Linked DNA regions of Macaca mulatta: region 2 is linked to region 1. A link is a contact called in public Hi-C data. All regions are on one chromosome and are shown on one strand. Each heading gives the region's core, a stretch centred on a gene start, on an enhancer-like site or on the middle of the called end of the contact. The rest is flanking DNA. Distances are from core to core; before and after follow the strand shown.

Region 1 (6,750 bases), core at 3,746-6,245:
ACTGAAGAGAACAGGGAGCATAGCTGCACCTATGCTGCGATGGACAGAGAAACAAGCCTTTGTTAATGCAAGCTACTGAGATTTGGGGGTTTGTTACCACAGTGTAATTTGGCGTAAGCTGACTGGCATACGGTAGAGCATCCCAGATGAGGGCAAGGCCCCGGGGTCTAGCAGAGTGAGTGGCTGGAGTATGTGAAGGTGAAATTCTTGGATGGGAAGTGGTTAAGGTCCCACGAGGCCTTGGATGGGTATTGGATGGGTCATTCACATGATGTTATCACCCAGGAAACTGGTCGGAGGTAAGAACGCAAAGTCTGTAATGAACAAGGGAAAGTGGGAGCAAGGTCAGCAGATGACAGCAGTAAAGGAGGAGTAAAGGGAAGTATAGATCTAAATATATATATGTATACACATATATATGTGTGTGTGTGTGTGTGTGTGTGTATATATATGCAGAGATTTGGAAGTGTGGAAGAATAGGGGTCTGAGTGCAGTATTGGGGAGGCCCCATACCCTATCCTGAAAGCACATGAGGTATGGGAAAGTGACCGCCAAGATCCTTTGGAGGGAAAGCCAGCTATCTTTTAAGGCAAAGAAGAGGAGGAAAGAAGAGTTTGCAGATGTAGGCAGGAAGTTGTTTACTATGAAACTATGAAACAGAAAGATAGGTCGGGTGCGGTGGCTCACGCCTGTAATCCCAGTACTTTGGGAGGCTGGAGGTGGGCGGATTGCCTGAGGTCGGAAGTTTGAGACCAGCCTGGCCAACATGGTGAAACCCTGTCTCTACAAAAAATACAAAAATTAGCTGGGCGTGGTGGTGGGCATCTGTAATCTTAGCCACTCAGGAGGCTGAGACTGGAGAATCACTTGAACCCAGGAGGCTGAGGTTGCAGTGAGCAGAAATTGAGACACTGCACTCCAGCCTGGGCGACAAGAGCAAAACTCTGTCTCAAAAAGAAAAAAAAAGAAAAGAAACAGAATGATGGCGTAGTAGTTCATAACTTTTTTTGGAGTCGAGAGTTGACTGCTCTGAGAACTTGTCTCCAGAAAAAGGGCATGTACTTATGCAAAATGTTACATGCAAATTCAAAAAACATTTAGACTTTCTAGAACCATCTGTGGACCCTAGATTAAGAACCCTGATCTAGAACAGTGACTGTCAAACTTGAGCAAACAGTTTGACAGGTCTGACGGTGTTTGACAGGTTGTAGGGCCTCACCCAGAGGTTCTAGTAGAGTAGGTCTGCGTGAGGTCCAATCATTTGCATTTCTATCAAGTTCCCAGGTGATGCTGATGTTTCTGGCCTAGAAACCACATTCTGAGAACCACTGCTGAAGTCTAAGGCTAAGGGGGAAAGGTTTGGGGAGAGGAAGAGGAACAGTGGGAAATGGTTAGGGGCAAGATTATGAAAGCATCATGGGCACGAGAATGGATTTTGGGTTTGTTTTACTAGACTCAGAATTTAGGCAGATACTCCAATATTTCTGACACATACATACACAGAAAACCTTGCAGGACTGGAGAAAAGGGAGAGGTGAGTGAGCACTTATTTTAAGTTTAGGGCAAGGAGTGCAAAAAATATATTTTATGGCCTTAAAGATCATTTTCTTGAACACCCTTACTTTACAATGACAGAAGTGATATCAAGTATTATATGGCCAATTCACACCTTTGGTCTGGTAACCAGCTTTTGCCCCCTCTCATTCTAGGGCTTGTTCCCCTTCATCATTAACCTCTAAGAGAATCACTAGTGGGAAATAAGCTATGCTTTTGATTCAAGGTAAAGAGACTCAAACTTTCCAGTGCCCTAAACTGGGAAATCTTAAACTCCAGCAAAGTACAATGCTCAAAACTGGGTAAAGCTGCTACCTTCATAGGGGATACATTTTGGAGAAAATTGCATCTACTTTCTTCTTTGTCTTTTCTTTTTGTGTGAGTGTGAGTGTGCATGACAGTTTGTCTATGTTTGAAAAACTGACCATCAGCATTCCTGAAATTGTTGGCACTGAATGAGGATTGCCAGTTAGCTGCCCGCTGGGTGACCTTAGGTAGTTCACCTCATGTCTCTAAGCCTCAGTTTCCTAATCTGTGAAACAGTCTGATGGACCAGTGAGAAAGCACCTGTGAGGTGCTTATCACCTGGTACTGCCTCCTCTTGTTGGTACCTCAGAGCTGGGAGATTGCAGTGTCTGAACACAAATGACCAATTAAATTTCGGGTCTATACCTCACAGACGTAACCTTTATCCCCCACCAGAGGGCACCAGTAACCTATAAAAATCTAGGGAGACGGGTGGGCCCTCTGCCCTTAACATCGTTGAATCTGCTTGAGGATAACTCCCTTAAGTCTATTGAAATATTCTTACCCCTGGTGTTTTGAAAAATCATTTGAAAAATACCTCTCACACCCAGAAGGAAAATATGGAGTAGAAGGGTAGAGTAAATGGTGCTGTAACTCTCCATCAGCCACCAAGAGAGTTCTATTTCCATTTTGTATTTTGTCCATTTTTACCATTCAGTCTCTATCTTGAGACTATCTGTAACCTAGTTACAAATTATTCTCTCAGTAATAACCTATTGCAGTTCCCTTCTTCCTGGTTTATTCAAATGAACTGAACTGCTATTTTTTTTTTCCCCCTTTGATGTACAGCCTCCTGCCTTCTACCCCTATTGTGCCAGCCTTCCTTCCAGCAGGCAGTAGGGAGAGGGATCTATTTCTGAGCCTCTGTAGAGCCTCAGAAACTGTTTCCCTGAATCCCTTTGTGGTGAGAGCCTAGTGGTTAACAGGTACCCATCACAAAAGGCTGTATTCTGGAAGAAAACTCTTTCCCCATCTAAGGAAGGGGAAAGACTAGGAGAAGTTGAGGCTACCCACCACTACCTCCCTGAAAACATTACAGACTTCAGGGACACAATGATAACCAATGTGTATCTGTGTCCTGTATACACATATGGTTTGTTCTTTGTCTTTGTTCTTTAATTTGCTGGGGAAGGAAATACAGCCTCAGGTCAGCTTTCACCATTGTACCTGGGAATGCTGACCCAGACAACAAAAGCCAGCAAGAATATTGACTAGAAAAAGGGTATTGGCCAGGCGCAGTGGCTCACGCCTGTAATTCCAGCACTTTGGGAGGCTGAGGCAGACGGATCACCTGAGGTCAGGAGTTTGAGATCAGACTGGCCAACATGAATTTGTACTAAAAATACAAAAAACTAGCCAGGCGTGGTGGTGTGTGCCTGTAGTCCCAGCTACTCGAGAGGCTGAGGCAGGAGAATCGCTTGAAACCAGGAGACAGAGGTTGTAGTGAGCTGAGATCATGGCGCTGCACTCCAGCTTGGGTGACAGAGTGAGACCCTGCCTCAAAAAAAAAAAAAAGGGTATGCTGTTTGTCTCATTAGGAACACAGAACCATGGAATACTGGGGATGACCAGGACTCCGGAAATCTAATACAACCCTTCATTGTTCAGAGAGGAGAAACATGACCAGGGTCATGTGGTTTGTGAATGGCAGAGTAGCTCTTCCAACTCGAACTAGAATTCAGGTCTGTGGGCAGACACACCAGTTCCTGTCTCACCATTCCATTTCTGAATCAGCCATCATTGCTAGCATTTATTGTATCCTTAGTATGTGTCAAGTATCTATTCTTTAAATCTCACACAATCCTCACAACTCTATGAAAGAAATGAATTGGTATAAGAATGAAATATGTTATTCTCATTTTACATAGGCATACAGAAAAATGATGTAGGACAAAATTAGCTAGCATTCAATTTAAATCAGTATTTTCCCATGAGGATTAGCAGCATTTTGAATGGAATAAGATTTTAGTTTGTCTTTTTAATGGGACTACTCCTAGCATAGCATGATATTTAGCATTTTTGGACCCCAAGCACTAATTGCCCCAGCCATTATGATAATACAGAAAATTCCCAAAAGTCCCTAAAGGTAGACTATTCTGTTGCTGGTTGAGCAACACCGATTTTTTTTTTTTTTAAAGACAGGGTCTCACTCTGTCACCAGGCTGGAGTGCAGTGGCATGATCTCGGCTCACTGCAGCCTCGACCTCCCAGATTCAAGCAATCCTCCCACCTCAGCCTCCCGAGTAGCTGGGATGATAGCTATGCACCACCATGCCCAGATGATTTTTGTATTTTTTGTAGAGACATGGTTTCCCTATGTTGCCCAGGTTGGTCTCGAACTCCTGGGCTCAAGCCATCCACCTATCTCAGCCTCCCAGAGTGCTGGGATTACAGGCGTGAGCCACCATGCCCAGCTAAGCACTACTGACTTAAATGCATGGGCACAAGCAGAGGAGTAGTTAACAAAGTTGCTTTGCTAGTTTGGTTATTTTTATATCAATAAAGGCCACGAGATGGAAATAGGAGCAGGACAAAGGAAGGAAATCCGTTGGGGTAAGCATGGCTCTGGAAGGGAAGAGGTTAAGTTATAAAGGAAGGGAATGAACCATAGGCCAAGGAGGATCCTGGTACATGGTCACTGGTAAAACTTGGAGCATGAACAAGGTCTGGTCTCACAAACTTATAAGCTATAGAGACCAGTGGGATCTCAGAGGAGAGCTGCTGGGATGGGGACAGTAGGGAGTGCAGGGGATGATGGTAAACTGGAAATCCATGCCCATAACAAGGGGACAACCAACACCCAACTCCAGCCAGGTCTTTTCGATGGTAGTGTGAGTCATTGTTGCCAGCCTTTCCAATATACCAAGAAAATCCACAAAGCTAGATTTTTCTAGGAAATCTCTCTGTTGTAAATATTGGATCAAAAGAAAAGTTTTAAAACACTAGGTAGACCCAGAGAAAAATGCTTGCGGGTGAATTTGGGTAGTCTGACTCATGGGATCTCTGAGGGACCATTCTCATCTAAGGTGCCGTGGTACATAACCACTCTGCTGGTTGATGAAAAAGAGACAGGTTTCAGCTCACACAAGAGGGGATTTACCGCCAGTCTATGCTGGCAAACACCGGGCAGGCTGGGCAGAGAAGTAGTGAGCATTCCCTGGGGCATCGGGCTCTGCAGAGGCCAGGAGCTGTCACAGGAGCTAAAGCAGGGATTTCTGTGCCATCTCTGGTCCCTTCTGGATCTGAGATTCTGGAATTCTGGGGCTGTGATTCCTTGAAGGCAGAGACGGGAACAGGAAAACCCTAGACCCCAATCAATGCCTGTAGTGCTAACAGGCAATTGTTCCTGAGCTTGGTCCTATCATTCCCTCTGCTGTGTAGGCATGGAGAAAAGAAGTCTCTTGAGTCCCTCTCCCTAGAGGTCTTTGCCTTGGTTCATAATACTGACAGTTTACAAAATCAAGCTGCTTTTATTCTGTCTCAGCCAGTGAGTCCCTGACACAAACTGCAGAGCTAAACAAGCGATTTTCCAGCCCAGCTGTTCAGGCACACTCTGAGTTTAAATGCATTCTTCTTAAAAACCCACCAGGAACTGTATCATCCCCGTGCTTGTTTCCTCTCCTGTTAACCCAGCAGAAAGCAGGTACTACATACAGGGTAGCAGTGCTTAACATGCTGGTACTCGCAGATCCTCCACTGGACGCAACCCTCCTTCCCCTCTGGAGTGATGACGGATGCCCCACTTGTTTAGAATGAAACCCCAAACTCCAGTGTGTGTGTGCTCCCTGTTCTTTCCAGGTGGGGCCTGCCTGGGCTTCTCGCTGTCTGGTGGAGCAGCACTGTGCCTTTAAAAGCAGGGCCTTCGATCATTTCTGACTTTTAGCAGCAGATAGTCAAATGTGGGGGAGGTGACAGGGCTTTGCCAACCAAACCCCTGATGTGGACGAGTTGAAAACCCAGGCTGCAAAGGTTAATATTGTCACATGCTAGGAAATCTCTGCTTCAATTCACCAGATACTAGTTAGTCATTGGCTTGTGAAATCTGTAATCCCTCTCATTTCTGGCTTTGCTTACAACCCTGCACCCTGGGTGCTGGAGCAGGCTCTTTCGAAGGGAGATGGTGCCAAGCCCTGTTCCTGTCTTTCTTGGTGGGCATGCCAGCTTAGGCCAGGTTTATTGAGCTTCAGGATTGGATCTTCTTCATTATAGGCAGGGAGGACGGTGTAGGTAAAGCCTACTGACAAGTGCCTTAGACCCCTTGCACTGCCATAAAAAAATATCTTAGATTGGATAACTCATAAACATCTTTTTTTTTTTTTTTTTTTGTGACAGGGTTTCACTCTGTCGCCCATGCTGGAGTACAGTAGCACAATCTCCACTCACTGCAACCTCCGCTTCCCGGGCTCAAGCAATTCTCGTGCCTCAGCCTTCCAAGTAACTGGGATTACAGGCGCACACCATCACACCCAGCTAATTTTTGTATTTTTAGTAGAGACAGGGTTTCACCATATTGACCAGGCTGGTCTCAAACTCCTGACCTCAAGTGATCCACCCGCCTTGGCCTCCCAAAGTGCTGGGATTAGAGGCATGAACTACTGTGCCTGGCCATAAACATCTTTTTTTTTTTTTTGAGACAGAGTCTCACTATGTCACCTAGGCTAGAGGGCAATGGCATGATCTTGGCTCACTGCAATCTCTGCCTCCTAGGTTCAAGTGATTCTCCTGCCTCAGCCTCTCGAGTAGCTGGGATTATAGGCGTACACCACCACACCTGGCTAATTTTTGTATTTTTTGTAGAGATGGGGTTTTACCGGGTTGGCCAGCCTGGTCTTGAACTCCTGACCTCAGGCGATCCACCCTCCTCGGCCTCCCAAAGTGCTGGGATTACAG
Region 2 (6,945 bases), core at 464-2,963, 230 kb after region 1:
AAAGGGTAGTTCCTTGCACACACTCTCTTGCCTGCCACCACGTAAGATGTGCCTTTTCTCCTCCTTTGCCTTCCACCATGATTTGAGGCCTCTCCAGCCATGTGGAACTGTAAGTCCATTAAATCTCTTTTTCTTTATAAATTACCCAGTGTCAGGTATTTCTTCATAGCAGTATGAAAATGGACATAGATAGATAGATAGATAGATAGATAGATAGATAGATAGATAGATAGATACAGACAGACAGACAATAGATAAATGATAGATGATGATGATAGATAGATGATGACGATAGATAGATAGATAGATAGATAGATAGAGATAAATAGATAATAGATAGATAATATATATACAAATATTGGTTTACACAATTATGGGGGCCGAGAAGCTCTAGTGTCTGCTATGTACAAACTGGAGACCCAGGAAAGCCTGAAGTAGTGTGAAGGCCTGGGAAGTGGAGGGCCTGATGATGTAGATTCCAGTCCAAGTATGAAGATCTGAGAACCAGAAGTGCCAAGGGCAGTAGAAGATCGATGTCCCAGCTCAAGCTGTAAGGCAAAAATGACTTCAGCCTTCCTCCATGTTAGTATTCCACTCAGGCCCTCTGTGGATTGGATGGGCCCACCCACACGAGGGAAGACCATCTGCTACACTCAGTCCACCAATTCAAATGCTAATTTCTCCTGGAAACAACCTCATAGACACACCCAGAAATCATGCTTAACTAGATCACTGGGCATCCCATGATCCAGTCAAACGGACACATAAAATTAACCATCACACCTGCCTATACCTCATAAATAGTCCCTTTATTAAACTTTCCTCAAATTCTCCTAATTTGAGTGTGCCATCTGTTTCCTTCAGGGATCTTAGATGACACACATTCATTCATTCGTTTATCAAATGTTCATTGAACGCCTCCTGTGTGTTTAGACACTGTTTAGGTGTTTCGGCTACACAGATAAACAAAATAAACCTCCCTGCTCACTGTCCCCTCACCTTCTAGACAGCACAGAGTAGCGCCTCAGTCTGCCTTGCTTCTGGTTGGACAGTGTCACTGTACCTGCCCCAGCTCCGGGCCTGCAGAGTGTATGGCCTGAGTGAGGGCTGCTCTTAGGCCAGCTGGGCAGCATTCAGAGTTGATGGGCCCAGGGCAGCAAGCAGCAGGCCATAGCCCTGACCTTCACGGCTCTGCCAGCAGCCAGCTCTGCACCCTTGAGTAAGCCACTTGGCCTCTTCGGTTTTCATTTTCCTTGTTTCCAAGGTGAGTGACTGCACTAGAAAACCGATTTACAGATTTCCTGTATTTGGAATGAGAATTTCCTGGTCTGAGTTGTGCCCAAATCTTGGGTTGGGGGCGGCAGAAGCAGGCATTCTGTGCCAGCTATATACATCCTAAACATTCCAGAAGGAGCCTTGGTGAGGGTGAGAGAAGGCTGAGATTTCCAGGTCCTGCTGTTGGCTGCCAGAGCTAGGGACCCTGCTTACCTTCTGGGGTACAGAGGTAGGGCAAGCTCCTCTGGGTCTTCTGAGGACCCCTGACTCCCTCACCCCTGCCATGCCAACCACTCCTTTCTCTCAGGGCTCTATCTGTTCTTCTAGATCCAGGTACTGCAGGCCAGGAAACTGCCGGGGTGCAGGAAAGACAGTCCCTGGTCCCCTCAGCAGACCCAGGGTGGCCTTGCTGGTGCCAGCTGGCAGGCCCAAGCAGCTTAGGCAAACATATGCACAAAGCTTTCTGGATGCTACCAGCCAGCAGGGCCTGCCAGAGGCAAATGGTCTCCCCTGCCTTATGGTAGTGTTGCATCCAGCCATCTCAGACTTGCAGGCATCTCTTCTGCTCTGATAGACCTTCAGGGCCAGACCCCAGCAACCTCATTTTAGAAAGCCAGTAGAGATTGAAGAACGGGTAACTGGGCCACCAGCAGTGAGCAGTGATCCATGCTGGGAATGAGTAAGCAAACATTTGGTGAGTTCCCTGCCAGCCACTCCTTTCATTATGCCAGGCACCTTCATAGACAGCATCTCACTTAACCCCACAACTCCTTGGTGAGGTGGGTAATCATACAGCCCTTTATGGATAAAGACACTGATCTTAGAGAGGAAAGTGACTTTCCCAAGGTCACACAGCCAGCAAATGGAAGAGCAAGGATTTGAACCCAGGACACTGGGCTCTAAACCCTGAGAGCTTCCCATTATACCATATGTATCTCACTGTGCAGAGACAACGCTCTGCTCCCCAACCCCAGCTCCACCCTGCTGCAGGATCTGGTCCCTAACCTGACTCCTTGGTCCCATGGGAAATGGGAAGATTAAAATGGGAGCTGCTGCTTTTCAGCATCTAATCTATCAGGACTCTCTAGGCTCTCAAGGGCCTTCTAGCCAGTCAGTTCAAGAGATGGGGGCCCCTTCAGGAGAGCAACACCCCTGAGGCCTGCTCCTTGACACATAGCCTTCTGGCTAGGGCCCACCCCATCTAATTCTGGGAAGGTAGATGGTCAGGTCCTGTGGGCATCTTCTCCTGACATCTTCTAGTGAAGACAGAAGGACAACAGGGGCACTGGCCCAGGGTCTAATCAATCTCCTATCAGCCTTGCCTCAGCCTGGGCTGTGGCTGTAGCAGGTGAATTTTGCTAACCCATCAATCAGGGACAAGACTACTTTCTCCTTTTGAGTCTGCAAGAGCCCAAAGGCTGAAAATGCTCTTTTCTTTCCATCTAACTTTTCTAGGCTAGGATGGAAGATTCCCTCCTTCCTTTCTTCCCCCTCTCTCTCTCTTCCTTTGTTCATATTTTATCTCTCATCCATATCGTAACCCCCACTCCCCAGGACAGACTTAGTTATCAACTTCCCTTTTGCTCCCAAGAACCCAGTGCATTCTTTATCATGGCCTTATCACCTGGTGTTATAATTGCAACTTATTGTCTGTCTCCTCCAGCCTCTGAGCTCATAGCTCTGCCCTGGCCCAATGCCTGGCAGAGTAAGGGTCCCATACAAAGGGCCGTTGGGAGACCCCAGTGCCTCTGTTTGCTTCTGTCCACTGGTATTATGAACTGACTGCTCTGTGCCTGGCTCTGGGCTTGGTACTAGAAGAGGAGGGAGGAACCAGAAGACTGGTCTCTGCCTTTGAGGCTTATGGACTACACATCAAGCCCCTCCTACTACCATCAGGAAGGACTTGTACAGTAATCTAAAAAATATCATTTAGCCTTGCAGAAGGAAGAGATCAGTGAGGACAGAAGTTGTTAGAGAAGGCTTTAAGGAAAAGGTGGAATCCTGAAGAATGTGGGAAGTTGGATCAGTGACGAGGTGGAAAGGAGAGGGCGCAGTCAGGGCAGGGTAAATGGAAGAGACTGGTCTGGCCAGGTCAGACTCAGCTCTGGGGAGAGGTGGGAGAGGATGTAAGATAGGTTCCTGTTTAGTCCCTGCGTGTCAAGCACCTACTATGTGCGGCACACTAATTGAGGTGCCTCACATACAGGCTCTCACCTACTCCTGATAGGCCTATGGGGAAGGCAGAGCAGGTAGATAGCAGGGGATGTAGAAGCTCTGAGCGGTTTAGCAAACTGTTCAAGGTCAAAAGACAGAGGCACAAAGTCAAAATCTAAACCAAGGCCTTCTGGTTTTGTGGTACTGGACTGCCTTACTCCATTCAGGCTACTATAACAAGCTACCATAGACCTGGTGGCTTCTCAACCACAGAAATGTATTTCTCACTCTTCTGCATACTGGGAAGTCCAGGATGAAGGTGGTGCTGGATTTGACGTCTGGTGATGCCTGCTTCCTGGTTCACAGATGGCCATCTTCCTACTGTAACCTCACTTGGTGGAAGGGGTGAGGAACCTTCCCAGGGTCTCTTTCATAAGAGACCTATCCATGAAGACTGTGCCCTCATGACCCAATCACCTGCCAAAGACCCCACCTCCTAATACCCTCACATTGGGGGTTAGGATTTCTTCATTCGCTTTATGAGAGACACGAACATTCACTGTACAGCATGATGCTCAGTGGATGATGGCAGTGGTAGAACAGGAGCTGGACATTCATGCATTCATTCAACAAGTATTTCTTGAATACCTAATAGCTGAGTGCTGGGGCTATGCCAGTGAACAAGACAGGTACAGTGGTGCCTGTGTGGTGCCTGCAGTCTAGCAAGGAGGCGGACTTCAGATTTCAAGAATTATAAAAATATGTATATGGATGTAATTTAAATATGTATTTTTTGTAAACATAAAGTTTGTTTTAAAAATAAGACGCATAGGCTGGGTGCGGCGGCTCAAGCCTGTAATCCCAGCACTTTGGGAGGCCGAGACGGGCAGATCATGAAGTCAGGAGATCGAGACCATCCTGGCTAACACGGTGAAACCCCATCTCTACTAAAAAATACAAAAAACTAGCCAGGCGTGGTGGCGGGCGCCTGTAGTCCCGCCTACTCGGGAGGCTGAGGCAGGAGAATGGTGTGAACCTGGGAGGTGGAGCTTGCAGTGAGCTGAGATCTGGCCACTGTGCTCCAGCCTGGGCAACAGAGCGAGACTCCGTCTCAAAAAAAAAAAAGAAAAGAAAAGAAAAATAAGACACACACATATATATATATAACTTTGAACAAAAAGCGCAGGGTTCTATGAGAGCAAGTAACATGTACCAGTGGGTTCAGAGTTCTCTATAGAAGGTACTTAAGGACGATCCTTGGAGGGGGCTAGGGATCTTTTCTTAAAGCTTTGTTGCATAGCAAGCACTTTGTTTTCATACACAGTGGTGTGCTGGCAAATGTTGAGTAACCTGCTGGGGGACGGGAGAATGATCTGTGCTGTGTGCCAATTTCCTTAGTGTGGAGGCTCCCTCTATGGCCAATTTCATGCTACCATTGTGAAATCTGAAAGCAGCATTGAGAACAGATGCACACAATCAGCTCTTGTGAGCCAGCTCTGGCACACCACTGAATTATGCTTACTGGGGTGGGGGGCTTTGAAGGGATTGATGGAGATTATGGGGCTCTAAAGCACCCCCGAGCTTCTCCTTAGTGCTGCCTCTGGGCTATCCTACTCTGGAGACACACAGAGGATTGAGCCTGGCCTCCTCCCTGGGCCATGTTTGGGGACTGTGCTGTGGGTCACCTGCTGACCCCTGCAGATGAGCACAGAGTCCCAGCCTTGGTAGTCTCCGGACCCCGTGCTCCCAATCAGGCTGTCAGATCTGGTGAGGTTCCTTCCAGGCCCCCGTACTGTGCACACACGACACAGTGCCTCTCACCCATCTTCAAAACACTCTGCAGCAGGTGGCCGGGGTGAGTGAGATGTCCCTGCAGACAGCATTTGTGACATTGCCAATGTTTGTGGTATGTGGGGTTGATTGGACAGGCAATTGCCTCATAAAGAAAAGAGAATTGGTCTTGGAGCCAAGAACTTGAATTTGTATCCCAGTTCTGCTGCTTATGGCTGTGGAACTACAGATAAGGCAAGTCACTATTCTAAGCTTCATTCTCCTCCTGTGGGAGTTGAGGAAACGGGTGATATTAACCCCTGGGCATTGTGGAGGGCAGAATGAGATGCATCTGTGAAGGCATCTGCTTGGTGCTGTACGTAGCGCTTGAGTCCCGGGCCTTCGTGTTTAGTTAACTGTCATCCATGGTGACATTTACATTCCACCGAGTCACAAAGTCACAGAATCTGGGCATTGGGGTGGGCTGAAGCAGTTGTAGATTTCTCCTTCCCACCCTATTAAGAACTTTTGTTACAGTATCCCTGATGATGGCCACCTTGTCCCTGCTTGATTAAGTCTAGAGGTTGAAGTTGGCTACATCTTGGAGACCCAGACAGTGCTCAGGGTTAGAAAGTTCTTCTTTCACTGACTTGAAAGCTTCCTCCTCTGTGTCCATCAGCAGGCCTTCCCCTGCATACTCACATACACTCTGACACACGTCAGTAGGAGCATAAATATTTATGACATGTAGCTAATGCAGTCGGCTTATAGGATTCCTGGAGCTTCAGATGGGAGCTTTTTGCACAAGAAGCCCTTTATCTGGGGAGGGGTTCTGGATCGGGGAGTGGCAGATGCAGGCTCAGAGATGCTCCTCTTGGCTTCTCTGAGTGTTCTGGAAGCCTGCCCTTCACTGCGGCAGCCCGAGTGTCTAAATTTGCAAGGAAGGTTAGCTGGCAGCTGCCACTGTGGGCTCTGAGCACTGAGAATCAGCCAGCCTTCGGAAGCTTTCACTCAAGAAGCCCCTCCCAGGCTCTGCAGGACCAGGCCTCAGGAGGATGGATCCCCGGTCAGAGGGTCTAAAGTACTTCTCACCCTGACCTCTTTACGGCAGAGCCCTTTGAGAGGGTAGAGCAGAGGGCACTGACACTCACTCCTACTGGCTTCCAGATTTCCTCCAGAGCTGAGTGCAGGGAGGAAGTCTTATATGACTGCCTGTAACCCTCAAAAGGGCCCCTGGTAAAGTCACCCCAGCACATAGCCCACACATCAGGAACTGTAAATATTACAAAGACTTCAAATAGTGTAGCTCAGGGCTCATACACATATAGGGTCAGTTCCTTCCGTGGCTGGCTGGTCAGTGCCCCCCATGTGGCTATATGCCAAGCATCCTAACAGATGGTCTATCATCCTCTAGACTTGGGGATGGGGCTGGAGGTGAGGAGTGGTGGGCAAAGGAGCGAGAGAGCAGGACTCCCTGGACAACCGTCAGGCTTGGGCATGAGGGTGCACCTGTCCAGTGGGCTCTTTTCTGGGGAGCATCAGCAGGGCAGAGCTTGGGCTAACCTGACCATTGAAGCCTGTGCCCAGCCTGAACTGGAGAGGAGAGTGCTCTCTGGAAGGGAGGAGAATGACTGCCAGCTGGACTCGGTGAGGCAGGATTTAGTCACCCCAGAACCCCACTTTCAGTCCTCTCTAAACCTGCATGCTGAACTGCCACCTCTCCCTTCAGGGTATTACGCTCTGTAC

What was found. Hi-C and Micro-C count contacts between places; a contact is called where the count stands out from the background.
Region 2: a Hi-C map of fibroblasts shows a contact between it and region 1, with 4 times the contacts expected there. The contact joins two enhancer-like sites. A contact is called at or near these places in 9 of 14 Hi-C or Micro-C datasets (CD4 T cells, blood, cortical neurons and 5 more).

Annotation. Positions count from the first base shown.
Region 1 is chr1:62,315,591-62,322,340 of T2T-MMU8v2.0, forward strand. No RefSeq gene overlaps it. Among named protein-coding and RNA genes, the nearest start is that of MDM4, 55 kb to the left of the region's middle. Within about 2 kb of position 4,996, at least 4 of the 40 cell types and tissues checked have an H3K27ac peak or open chromatin away from gene starts, as enhancers often do.
Region 2 is chr1:62,548,693-62,555,637 of T2T-MMU8v2.0, forward strand. No RefSeq gene overlaps it. Among named protein-coding and RNA genes, the nearest start is that of NFASC, 30 kb to the right of the region's middle. Within about 2 kb of position 1,714, at least 6 of the 40 cell types and tissues checked have an H3K27ac peak or open chromatin away from gene starts, as enhancers often do.